Linked DNA regions of Zea mays: region 1 is linked to region 2. A link is a contact called in public Hi-C data. All regions are on one chromosome and are shown on one strand. The core of a region is the stretch at or near the end of the contact, and the rest is flanking DNA. Distances in the headings are between cores, read along the strand shown.

Evidence for each region. A called contact is a pair of places that touch in the nucleus more often than the background predicts.
Region 1: a contact with region 2 is called in a Hi-C map of bundle sheath, with 5 times the contacts expected there. The contact joins the promoter of LOC103632658 here to the promoter of LOC103632655 in region 2. A contact is called at or near these places in 2 of 25 Hi-C or Micro-C datasets (bundle sheath and endosperm).

The regions. Positions count from the first base shown.
Region 1 is chr7:105,173,223-105,178,648 of Zm-B73-REFERENCE-NAM-5.0, reverse strand. LOC103632658 (translation initiation factor IF-2) reads right to left here and starts at 2,699. Exons shown (of 1, transcript XM_008654414.4): 1 at 1-2,699. The coding sequence starts at 1,270. The coding sequence ends at 20.
Region 2 is chr7:104,977,850-104,983,356 of Zm-B73-REFERENCE-NAM-5.0, reverse strand. LOC103632655 (probable trehalose-phosphate phosphatase 7) reads left to right here and starts at 3,598. Exons shown (of 4, transcript XM_020541312.3): 1 at 3,598-4,167; 2 at 4,240-4,341; 3 at 4,466-4,739; 4 at 4,830-5,507. The coding sequence starts at 3,724. The coding sequence ends at 5,365.

The DNA of each region.
Region 1 (5,426 bases), core at 1,450-3,949, 200 kb before region 2:
ACGAAGCAGCATGCCATCCCTACTCCGATGTACAAATCCACGGATCCAGGCCCTCGCCTCGTCCCGGCCTTCCGGTTCCGCCAGCACCGGCGCCGCCGCCGTCCGGTGGCTTGTCGGCGCCCGGTGACGAGGTGGCCGCGCCGGCGTGGGAGTAGTTCAGCTTGCAGCTGCCGCCCGAAGCGCCGGCCGCGACCACACCCGACAGCTCGTCGTCGGTCCTTGGGTGGTGCAAGTTTAGGCCCTCGGAGCCCAAGAGTCCGCCGTGACTGAGGCCGAGGCTTCCGCTGGCCAGGAAATCCGACGGCGACGGCGCCGGGTCGTGCAGCCTCGACGCCTGCCCGAACCCGCCCGCCGCGCCGAAAATGCACTGCGACGACGGCGGCTGCGGGTCGAGGAGGTTCGGGAAGGAGAGGTAGCCGCCGCTGGGGTCCTGTAGCCGGAGAAGCGCCGAGGACGTCAGATGATGGAAGGTGTCGCCCGCTCCGGCTGCCGCTGCCGCTGCCGGCGCGGCAGGGTTGGAGGGTGCTGCTGCGGTGGCGGACGTGCCCGTCGCGGCATTGGCATTGGCGACGCCGACGGGCGTGGACGAGCACGACGCCGTCGTCGTCGTCGTCGTGAAGGGCGGGAAACTGGAGGGCGCAGCAGGGAGCTTCTGCGGGAAGGGGCGCAGGAGGTACGGCGGCAGGGAGGAGGACGGCGGGGGGAAGATATGGTCGAAGCGGGTGCGGAGCGACGCGGCGGGGCCCCCGACCCCGACGCCCGCGGCGAAGGGCGGCGACGGGATGCCCGTGAACTCCTGCACCATGGCGCGGAAGTTGGAAGTGTCGGTCGTCAGCACCGTCGTGGGCGCCCGCCGCGACGCGCGCGCTCGCTTCCGCGTCCCCCTCGGTGGCTGCGCCGGCGCGGGCGCGCCGCCCAGTGTCGTGGTGTCAGCAGCCTGCTGCCGCCCGCCCGTGCCCGAGTCGGCTTGCGCGACGCGCGGGGACGAGGAGGAGGGCAGCCCCGAGGCGCCAGCGAACGCCCCTAATGACCAGGTACCCGCCTGCTGCTGCTGCTGCGGAGGCGGCGGCGCCGACGACGTCAGCTCTTGCAGGCCGAAGTAGGAGCCGTGGAGCGAGAACGCGGCGGCCGAGGGCGACGGCGATGGTCGGAGCAGTGCGGCGAGCGCGGAGGAGTCGACGCCCCCTCCACCGCCGCCGGCCCGCGAGTCGTACTCGTCGTCGCCGCCGCCGCTAGACGACTGGAGGCTCCCGCTGTTGCCGGAGTCCATCACCGCAATCCCACCAACCCTCCTCTCCTGCCCCGCTTCCCGGTGGTGCAACTCCCCAGAAACAACCAACTACCACTACAAGCAGCTAAAAAGGCCGGATCTTCCACTCCGGGACTCACTGATCCAGGAGGGACGAGTGGCAGACGCAGAAAGAGGAAAAGCTTTGCCTCGGACCGACGACGCGGTATAAAAAGGGGAGGGGAGTAGAGATCGATGAGGGAAGAAAAGATTGAGGTGCCGAGGGGAGGGGAGGAGACGGCTGCTGCTGCTTCCGAGCACGTTCCCGCAAAGGGGCGGCGACTGACTGACGGCTGGGGAGGACCGGGCCGGGCCGGAGGAAGCTATCGTTGGTTGCGTCTGCTTTGTTGCTGTGCGCGAGTGCGACCAGGCTCGGTGGGCCGGGAATGCGTGCGTGGTGTCCAGGGCTCCTGGTTTGGAGAACAGCGCCCAGCCCATAATAAGGTCTGCTTTCGAACGCATGAGACAATCCTATATGGATTTAGATGCAACACATGAAAAACATAGGAATTTAAGGAGAGAAATAGACGCATAGGTTTTTCATAGGAATTTATGGAGAGAAATAGACACAAAGAAAGAAAAACATAGGTTGGACCCCTTTTAAGTTCACTTCAACATGACTATGGATTGAGGTATTTCGTAGAATTTTTGCAGGGTCTTACAATGTCTAAATCCTAGGAAAAACGCCTGGATGAATCAAATCCAATATATAATTCTTTTACCAACCCTTTGTTCCAAAGGGGGGAGAAGAATGAGAGGCTTCGTGCGCGGCAGCTGACGACGGGCCCGACGGCAGCGATCCACAGACAGACTTGTTCCGTCTGGTCTGCGCCGTCGCCAGTTCGTCCCCGGGGCCTTCGTCGACTAGACACTGATGATGCGAAACAACGTATCTGTGCTGCTAGGCAAACATTGGCTCGAGAAAAGTTCAGGCTGGAATCCTACTTCTGGAATCTCCCTTCGATGAGATTCCGGCTGTTCTTTTTGTTAGAGAATAACGAAAAAGACCAGAGAGAATGACAGAATGAAGTTATTGTTGTCTTTATTGCAGAGAGTACACTGTTTATATATAAGTACAAAACAATGTCTCCCAAAGGGTGTGTCCCTTGGGAGAGAATTGACAAGGGTTGATCACATCATGGTAACATGTTTTGTAACACTCCCCCTAATCAATCCAAGTCCATTTGATAATCTGCAATCTGTCTTTCAATATATCATCTCCTCAAAAACCCTGTGAGAAAAATAAGGAGTATACAATATCTTTTGGATTATGAGTAAAACTCATATTGAACTCCAAAAGAAAATATGCTTGTAATCATCATGTATAAAACCCCCTGGAAAAAATCAATGATGAAGCATATAGCTTAATTGATATTATCTCGTTAAAAACTTTGGATGAGAAAACCATAACAAGGCAAAACTCATACAAAGAAAAGAGTGTAATATGATGGTACAAAACAGGTCAAATATCATGGAGAATTACTCCCCCCTGATCCTTGTAAGCACTTAAGTCTTCGCATACCAATCACCTCAACACATTTCTGAAAACGTTGAGTATGGTAGAGATTTTGTGAATAGATCAGCAAGATTATCACAAGACTTTGTTTGCAAGATGAATAATACAATTTATGAGCAATATGCTTATTAATGTTGCTCATGATATAACATGTTTTCATCTGAACAACACAAGCTCAATTATCCTTATAGATAATTGTCGATGGTTCAATTGGACCATGGTATGCCATTGTTCTCCCATAGACCTCTAGTCCAAAGAACAATAATATGTCTATAGTCATCATCTCAAAAACCCCAGTGGGGAAAATAAATGATGAGACATATAACTCACACTAATATTTTTCCAAGATAATCTAGTCAGAAAATCTGAGAAATCAACATATCAGCTGAGTCTCCTTAAAACCCAACGGGAAAAATAAGGAGAGTAGTCATACTCTATTGTTGATCCGTTTGAACTCTAGGGAGATAAGCCCATAACCTAGTTCAAATGCAACAATAGCTATGTCATAATGTATCATCCTCGAAAACCTCTACGGGAAAAATAGATGATATGACATAGGCCTTGTGTTGATGTTGCCTCGTTAAAAACTTTGAATGAGAAACCTAAATAGGTTAATACTCATACAAAGAAAAGAGTACAACATGATGTACATACAAGTTCTTCCGATCAAAAGGAAAAAAACTCCCCCTGATCTTTACAAAACACTAAGTCATCCCATACCTACTCTCAAACACCCCCTGATCTATACGATGTGAAAAGCGTGGTCGAGACAAAGATTGATGTTGCTCCGAAGCTACACGCAAGGGAGCTTCGGCGTAATGGTAGAAAAAGGAAGCGACGTAAAGAGGAAAAGGTTATCTATTCCCCATTGGGTTGTCCATAAGTCAATAGTAAATATGAAGGACATGAATGTAAATTTACACAGGCTGTGCCATGTGCCTATAAATAGATGAACAGTACCTCGTACTGTTCACGCTGACTTGTATTCGCTTGTGCGTCACGCTTGGACTTTTTACCTTCCGTCAAGCCGAAGGTATAAATGTAATTCAATATTGTTCTCATTCATCCATAGTGATATAATAAAGATACATTAGCAATGTTGTATGATTATTCATGTTATTTCTCATGTTTCATATGTTTCGTATTTCATTAATATATATATGATGTGATGATGAAGGTATATCCTTCATAACCTTCGTCCGAAGATCATTATATCCTTGGGGAAATAATGCTTCGAAGGACGAATGACATTAACCATTAACCTATTTTTGTGTTGCCTTGTTCTTAATTCATAGCATTTGAGAACAAGTCCCCAACATTGGCGCCCACCTCCGGTGTACTCACTTCCACAGCCTTCGACAAAGCACTGACCTTCGTCATGCCGCCGAAGAAGACAACAGTGCCAGGGGCTGCTACACTGCAGCCACTGGACACAAACCAGGAGACTCTCTCTCTCCGAGAGGCTCGAAGCCAGAAGAGAAAGGCCACCAGTCCAACACTCCAGGAGGAGGAGTTGGACCAAGAGATCAGGGACATGGAAATCATCCATCAACAAGTGCAAAGGAAAAAGGAGAAGAAGAACGGTGTCGGCAAGGTGATTAAGCACAAGGCATGGCTTATCTTGAAGGGCCATGTCTAGCAATCAGGCGTGGACTTTGACGAGGTCTTTGCACCTATAACATCCATTGAGTCAGTGTGGTTTCTGCTGGCACTCGCTGCCTAGAAGGGGTGGTCTATGGACCACATGGATGTCAAGTCCATGTTTCTCAATGATGAGCTAGTCAAGGAGGTCTACATTTAGCATCCTCTTGACTTCGTCATCATCAACCACGAGGACAAGGTGTTGCGTCTAGATAAGGCATTTCACGATATTTGTCAGGTATCACATGCATGGCATACCAAGCTCAACGAGACGTTGGTGGCGCTTTGATTCAATCATAATATATTTGGTTGTGTTGTCTATCCTCATAGCAAGGGCGCTTCTCGGTTTCTAATGAGGGTCTACGTCGATGGTCTCATCATCATCAGGAACAATGCCAGCAAGATCATATAGTTCAAATGAAAGATGAACGTTAGGTTCAAGATGAATGATCTGAGCCTTCTCTAATTTTATCTTGACACTGAGGTGCATCAGGGGGTGAAGTTGTTTCATGCTACGTACACACGTAAGATCCTGGAGCGTGTGGGTATAAAAATTACAACTTCTGTTATACTCCAATGGAGCCCCGTCTGAAGTTGTCAAAGTCTAGTACATCAAAATTGGTGGATGCCAATGAGTATTGGGTCTTTATCGATTGTCTCCAGTATTTGGTGTGTACTTGGCTGGACATCGCCTTCACTGTTGGCTATGTCAATCTATTTGTGGAGAACCTCACCACCGAGCACCACAACATAGGCAAAGTAGATCCTATGCTACATCGCGGACAAAGTTGACTATGACTACTACTACAAACACGACGAGAACGAGCAGAAGGTGCTCAGGTATAGCGATGCTGACATAGGTGATGACATTGATATAAGGAAGAGCATCACCGATATGATGTTCTTCCTCGGTTCCTTCCCTATGACTCACAGGGACGACAACAACATATCAAGGTGCATGGTTGCAACAATTGCTTGCAT
Region 2 (5,507 bases), core at 2,349-4,848:
GTTAGTCTCAACGTCCAGCGAAACACGCAACAACAAGTGGCTTCGTGGTTACAATTCTGCCAACTTATTGTTATTGTTACCAAATGCACAGTCAATCATTAAGATTTAGACTGATATGCGCAACACTATTTTATCCATAAGGGTCCTTCAGGGGCTCATGCATACCATTCGTCGTTTGGAGCCATTAGTTGACTTCAGATCAACAAGTAAAATGACCATCAGGGTCTAACGCTCACAAAGACATTCACTGGTTGTATTGTGCTTTTAAGCACATAGGAAAAATGTGTGTGTTTATATTGGTAGTGAAGTGCACGGCATCAGGCCAATGCTGCCAAGCAAAGATTTTTATATGCAGAGATGTATAGTCCAGCTCATTTTTATCACTGCCCATGGTTTACCCAATTACTCATACTACTCTGAAATTGGGTATCGATTTATGCAACATTTCTAGGTATAATAATTTTGAGAGAGAACTTATAACAATAGTTAATTATTTGTGGTGTTGCCAGCAGGGCAAACATTTCTCCTCATATTATATACCAAATTGTTCTATATAGCATTATTTCGATCTCTTCATTGTTCAGCAAAAAGAGAAGCTTTGGAATAGAACAGACAAGGCCAAGAATTCATTTTATCTGGGAAATATCACCATATAACTAGCTTTTGATGAAGCAAATGATGATAACTGCTTGGCAAGAACGAAACAATACTGGTATCCGTCTAGGATCTATCTTCAACAACAGATATTACTGCTCTCATACGAAGAAATCATGAGGAGTAGAGAGGATACAACAGGACTCTACAAGATCTTCATATTTCTATCACAAATTATCATCACTTACAATCTCGTGGTCAAGACTTATGGCTCTTCTGGTGCCAAGGACCAAGGACATATTAATGCCCAATTTCACTTCAAGCTCTGTGGTGATGTGGGATTTCATAGTTATTTGTCTACTCTTCTCACTTCTGGTAGATCTGAGGTAGATAATGGTAAGCATGCCAATGGGTGGAATTTAGTGTAGTTCGACTACATAAACCCCGTGTATATGTCTATTCAGAATCGACCTTTACCATTTGGTTTATAGTATATACCATACCAGTCAAAGCACTATCCCAAGTCAATTCAGCGGCTATAAGTATTTAAATTCTGAGAGATGTATGCAACACAAGCATAGAGGTCCTAGATAGGCCGAGTAAAGTGGTTCGACGAGAACACACAATGTTTTTTTTCACACCAACGTTGTGAAAAAAATTCTCAGAATTACCTTTCGATGTACTCGCAACTTCGTGTTGCTAAGGTACTAGCCATTTATCTCAAAGTTCGCTTCATGCCGTTCAGCGACAAATAGCAATGTGCCAACATCTGGTTGAGCAATGTATGACTGAGATTCTAACATTTATTCATCTGACAAGGTCTTATTGCTTACTAATAAAATCTCAATTTGTGATGTTTTCTGTGCCAAAAAGGCTTTCATGCATTAATATTAAATTTCTTCAGGTTACTTCGGGTAAAACTTTATGCACGAGGAGAGAGCATAGATTTAACTTATCTGTGTTTCATTGTATTTCGATTTAATTTCCCAGATTTAATATAGTTGTTATGGCCACTTGGCGATATATATAAATATACGATGGCACACAACACAATCAAACAAAATATAAAGTGAAAACAAAATTGTTTACGAAGGTTGCACATAATGTGACTTCAGGACCTTGAACAACCCACCACAATCCATGCGAGTACAAGCTCTAGCGTATCTGGCGTCAACGCGTGTGCGGCCATCAGGGCTACGACAGTATAGCAAGCCTTCGTAATAAGCGCAATAGGCACAATTATGGCTCGGTAATTGGGGTACACGATAAATCCACGCAACGTGCGCAACAGGCGCAATTGTGGCTCGCGAAAGACAGACAGTGCCTACAGGGCATGCAAAAAATACGCGACTCAGCGATGGCGGTCTGACTCAACGGGAGCGATCCGATTAATGGAGAGCGCGACATAGCAATCACATGACGCAACCAAGTTCGAACGACACAAATATTGCGTCGTGTTGCCAGGGTGCAGTCAATATTCAGCTAATGTCATAACTCAGCCGATTACCAACGCAGCCTGATCGGCGTGTCTGAGTACCCATTATACAATTTAATCGCTCGACGTGAGTCCGAAGGCTCAACACATAACAAATATTTAGAGCGATTTGAGTATGCACATTATAGCCTTCACATGCATTCTTAATAATTCTTTGTTAATTATTTGCTGCCAGAAATAATTATTAATACAGAAAAAACCAAAATTAATGCATGGGCATCACCACATATGTGCAAAAGGCATTTTCCATTATTAAACGTGCATTTTGTACTAATTATTTACTGCCAGAAATAATTAATTACGCTAGAAACTGTAACATGTTTAGTCTTTTTGTTATTTGCAACTGGAAATATAGAACAAATTATATGGAGCATGCATATAAATTTATATAAATTCAATAAGAACTTATGTATATAAATATTGCATCGTGTCTAATCATCCAACGGTTTAAACCACTTAAACAGTTGTACAGAGAGGAAGAGGTTGCTTAACCGTGACTTCCCCATGTATAGGAGTGTCGCATGCATACCTTTGACCGGCCTTTTTTTTGTTATTAGACTGCCACGGCTGGTGGCCTAGTGCTCGTCCATTAAGGTAGCTCGTCACATCACGAAAAAGCCGTCAGAGCCACCATCACCAACTACTATTTTTAATGGGCAGTAAAAAAACAGCAAAACTAACTGCCGCAAAACTCGCGCACGTCGCGCAGTCTTTGGCTCAACAGACGCAGAGAGGAATACCGTGTGATTGAGCACTGCGCGCATTCGTGATTTATTCGCATCCGCATCTATGCGTTGCCGAGTTGTTTCTTCCTCGCGCAGATGCATGAGTGCTCATCTCCTCGATAATAATCAAATCAAGAACAGTAGATCCAACCAACGCGTGATTGCGTAGAGGTGAAATCGAAGCCTGTCGCGTAGGACAGTTCGGCTAGGCCAGAGACCTGCCGACTTGACGAAGAGGTGATGCAGATCCGATCTCGCAGCAACGTTGAGGTAGAGCGTGCTGATAACGTGTTGAGAACTACGTTACCACGGATCACCAGATCCGCTCCCTTCCCTCCCGTCAGCAGTAGAGGCGCAAGAAGATGTAGAGAACCCGTCTCCCTTCCCATAAGCACGACAGAGGAAACACACGAGACACTGGATATAGGGTTGGGCCTCTGGCCTCTTTCTCATCTCTTATGAGGGGTACATGTTCCTTTATATATAGACGTGAGACCCCTCAGGGGCAGAGTCGGTATTTGCCCATATAACCCTAACTAGGGTTACTTAACAGGAAACGCCAAAGGTTGTCACGACTCACGAGTATCAGAGTATGAGGCCCACACGTGTGCGCCGCGGCGGGCCCGGCACGTGCACGCGCGGGGGCACCTGGTGCCGAGCTGGGCCGCGGGCGCGGGACGCGGCCAAGGGCGCCCGCAGTGGCCCACGCCGGATCCGCGTCACCCTGTCGTATCCCTTCCCCCGCAGCCGCCAGCCGCTACTATAAATGCGAGCTACCCTCCTCCCGCCTTCTCACACAGTCGCACCAATCATTTCTTTGCAATCTGCAGCCTCTGCAAACTGATCGCGTTGCTGGTTGCTGGTAATCATCGGACCAGTCCACAGATATCGGAAGCTCTCTTGCTACTGATGGCGAAGCCCAGCGTGGCGGTGCCGGAGGTTGGCGTACCAGCGGCGCAGGCGTCGTGCACCTGCCCGGGGACGCTGCTCGCGTACCCGCCGCCGCGTGGCGCCGGGGTCGCGGCCGCCGTGCGGCGCAAGTGCCTGCAGGTGGAGCTCGGCGCGGGGGCGGGCCTGCTGGGCGGCGCCGGCGCCTGGGGCGTGGAGTCCATGCGGGCGTCGTCGCCCACGCACGCCAGGGCCGCGGCCGCGCTCGCCGCCGGCGGCGGCGTCGATGTCGACGTCGACGAGGAGCGCGCCGCCAGCTGGATGGCGCGGCACCCGTCGGCGCTGGGCAGGTTCGAGCGGATCGTGGCGGCGGCCGAGGGCAAGCGGATCGTCATGTTCCTGGACTACGACGGCACGCTGTCGCCCATCGTGGACGACCCCGACGCCGCCTTCATGAGCGAGACGGTGAGCGAACTGCGTTAGTTGCGTACTGTGCCACCACTACCTTTTATTCGGTTGATTCTCATCAGCTCACAGGCTTTTGTTGGTTTGGCTGGCGAGAAGCAGATGCGGATGGCCGTGCGTAGCGTCGCCAAGCATTTCCCGACGGCGATCGTGAGCGGCCGGTGCCGCGACAAGGTACCCACTACCCAGCACCCACCAAATCTAGAGGAAACGTACATCTCATCGGTGACGCACCGGCTCACCATCTATCGCCGGCGCGGCGGCGGCGGCGACTAACTAAGCGAGCTTTTTCCCGAAGCATGCAGGTGTTCGAGTTCGTGAAGCTGGCAGAGCTCTACTACGCCGGCAGCCACGGCATGGACATCAAGGGTCCGGCGGCCGCCAAGGCCTCCTCTTCTTCTCGGCACGCCGCAAAGGCAAAAGGAGTAGTGTTCCAGCCGGCCAGCGAGTTCCTGCCCATGATAGAGGAGGTGCACGAGCGCCTGGTACAGACGACGCGCTGCATACCGGGGGCCAAGGTGGAGAACAACAGGTTCTGCGTCTCCGTCCACTTCAGACGCGTCGACGAAAAGGTGTGGTTCGCCAATAATAAACGGCCGTCGTCGTTTTCCTCTTGCCGTTTCCAGCCTCAGCCTCATCATATCATGTATTGGCTGGTTCAGATGTGGGGCGAGCTGTCAGAGTCGGTGAGGGGCGTGCTGCGGGGGTACCCGAAGCTGCGGCTGACGCACGGGCGGATGGTGCTGGAGGTGCGGCCCAGCATCAAGTGGGACAAGGGCAAGGCCCTGGAGTTCCTGCTCGAGTCGCTCGGCTTCGCGGACTGCAGCAGCGTGCTGCCCGTGTACATCGGCGACGACCGCACCGACGAGGACGCCTTCAAGGTCCTGCGGCGCCGCGGCCAGGACCAGGGCGTCGGCATCCTCGTGTCCAAGCACCCCAAGGAGACGAGCGCCTCCTACTCGCTCCAAGGCCCCGCAGAGGTGCGTGCGTGAGCGTGACCCACCAAAAGCATCCGTTTCGATCCCGTGTCTACGTCCTCGTCTCCCTCTCTCCGCGGCCCCGCACAGTGTGCCCTGGACCACCACCAGCACGGCACCACTACCGGTGGCCGGCGGTGGGGTTGCGGCCGATCTCACGTCCGTTTCGGTCGTCCTGTGCAATTACCGCCAATTCGCCTACTCCGCCGCCGCGTTGCTGACGTTGCCTAGCTTGTGGATGTGCGCAGGTGATGGAGTTCTTGCTGCGGCTTGTCGAGTGGAAGCGCCTCTCCAGGGCCAGGCTCAGGCTGCAATGAGATGAGACGGCGCAACTGCCGTACGTGGACACGTACGACGATGCAA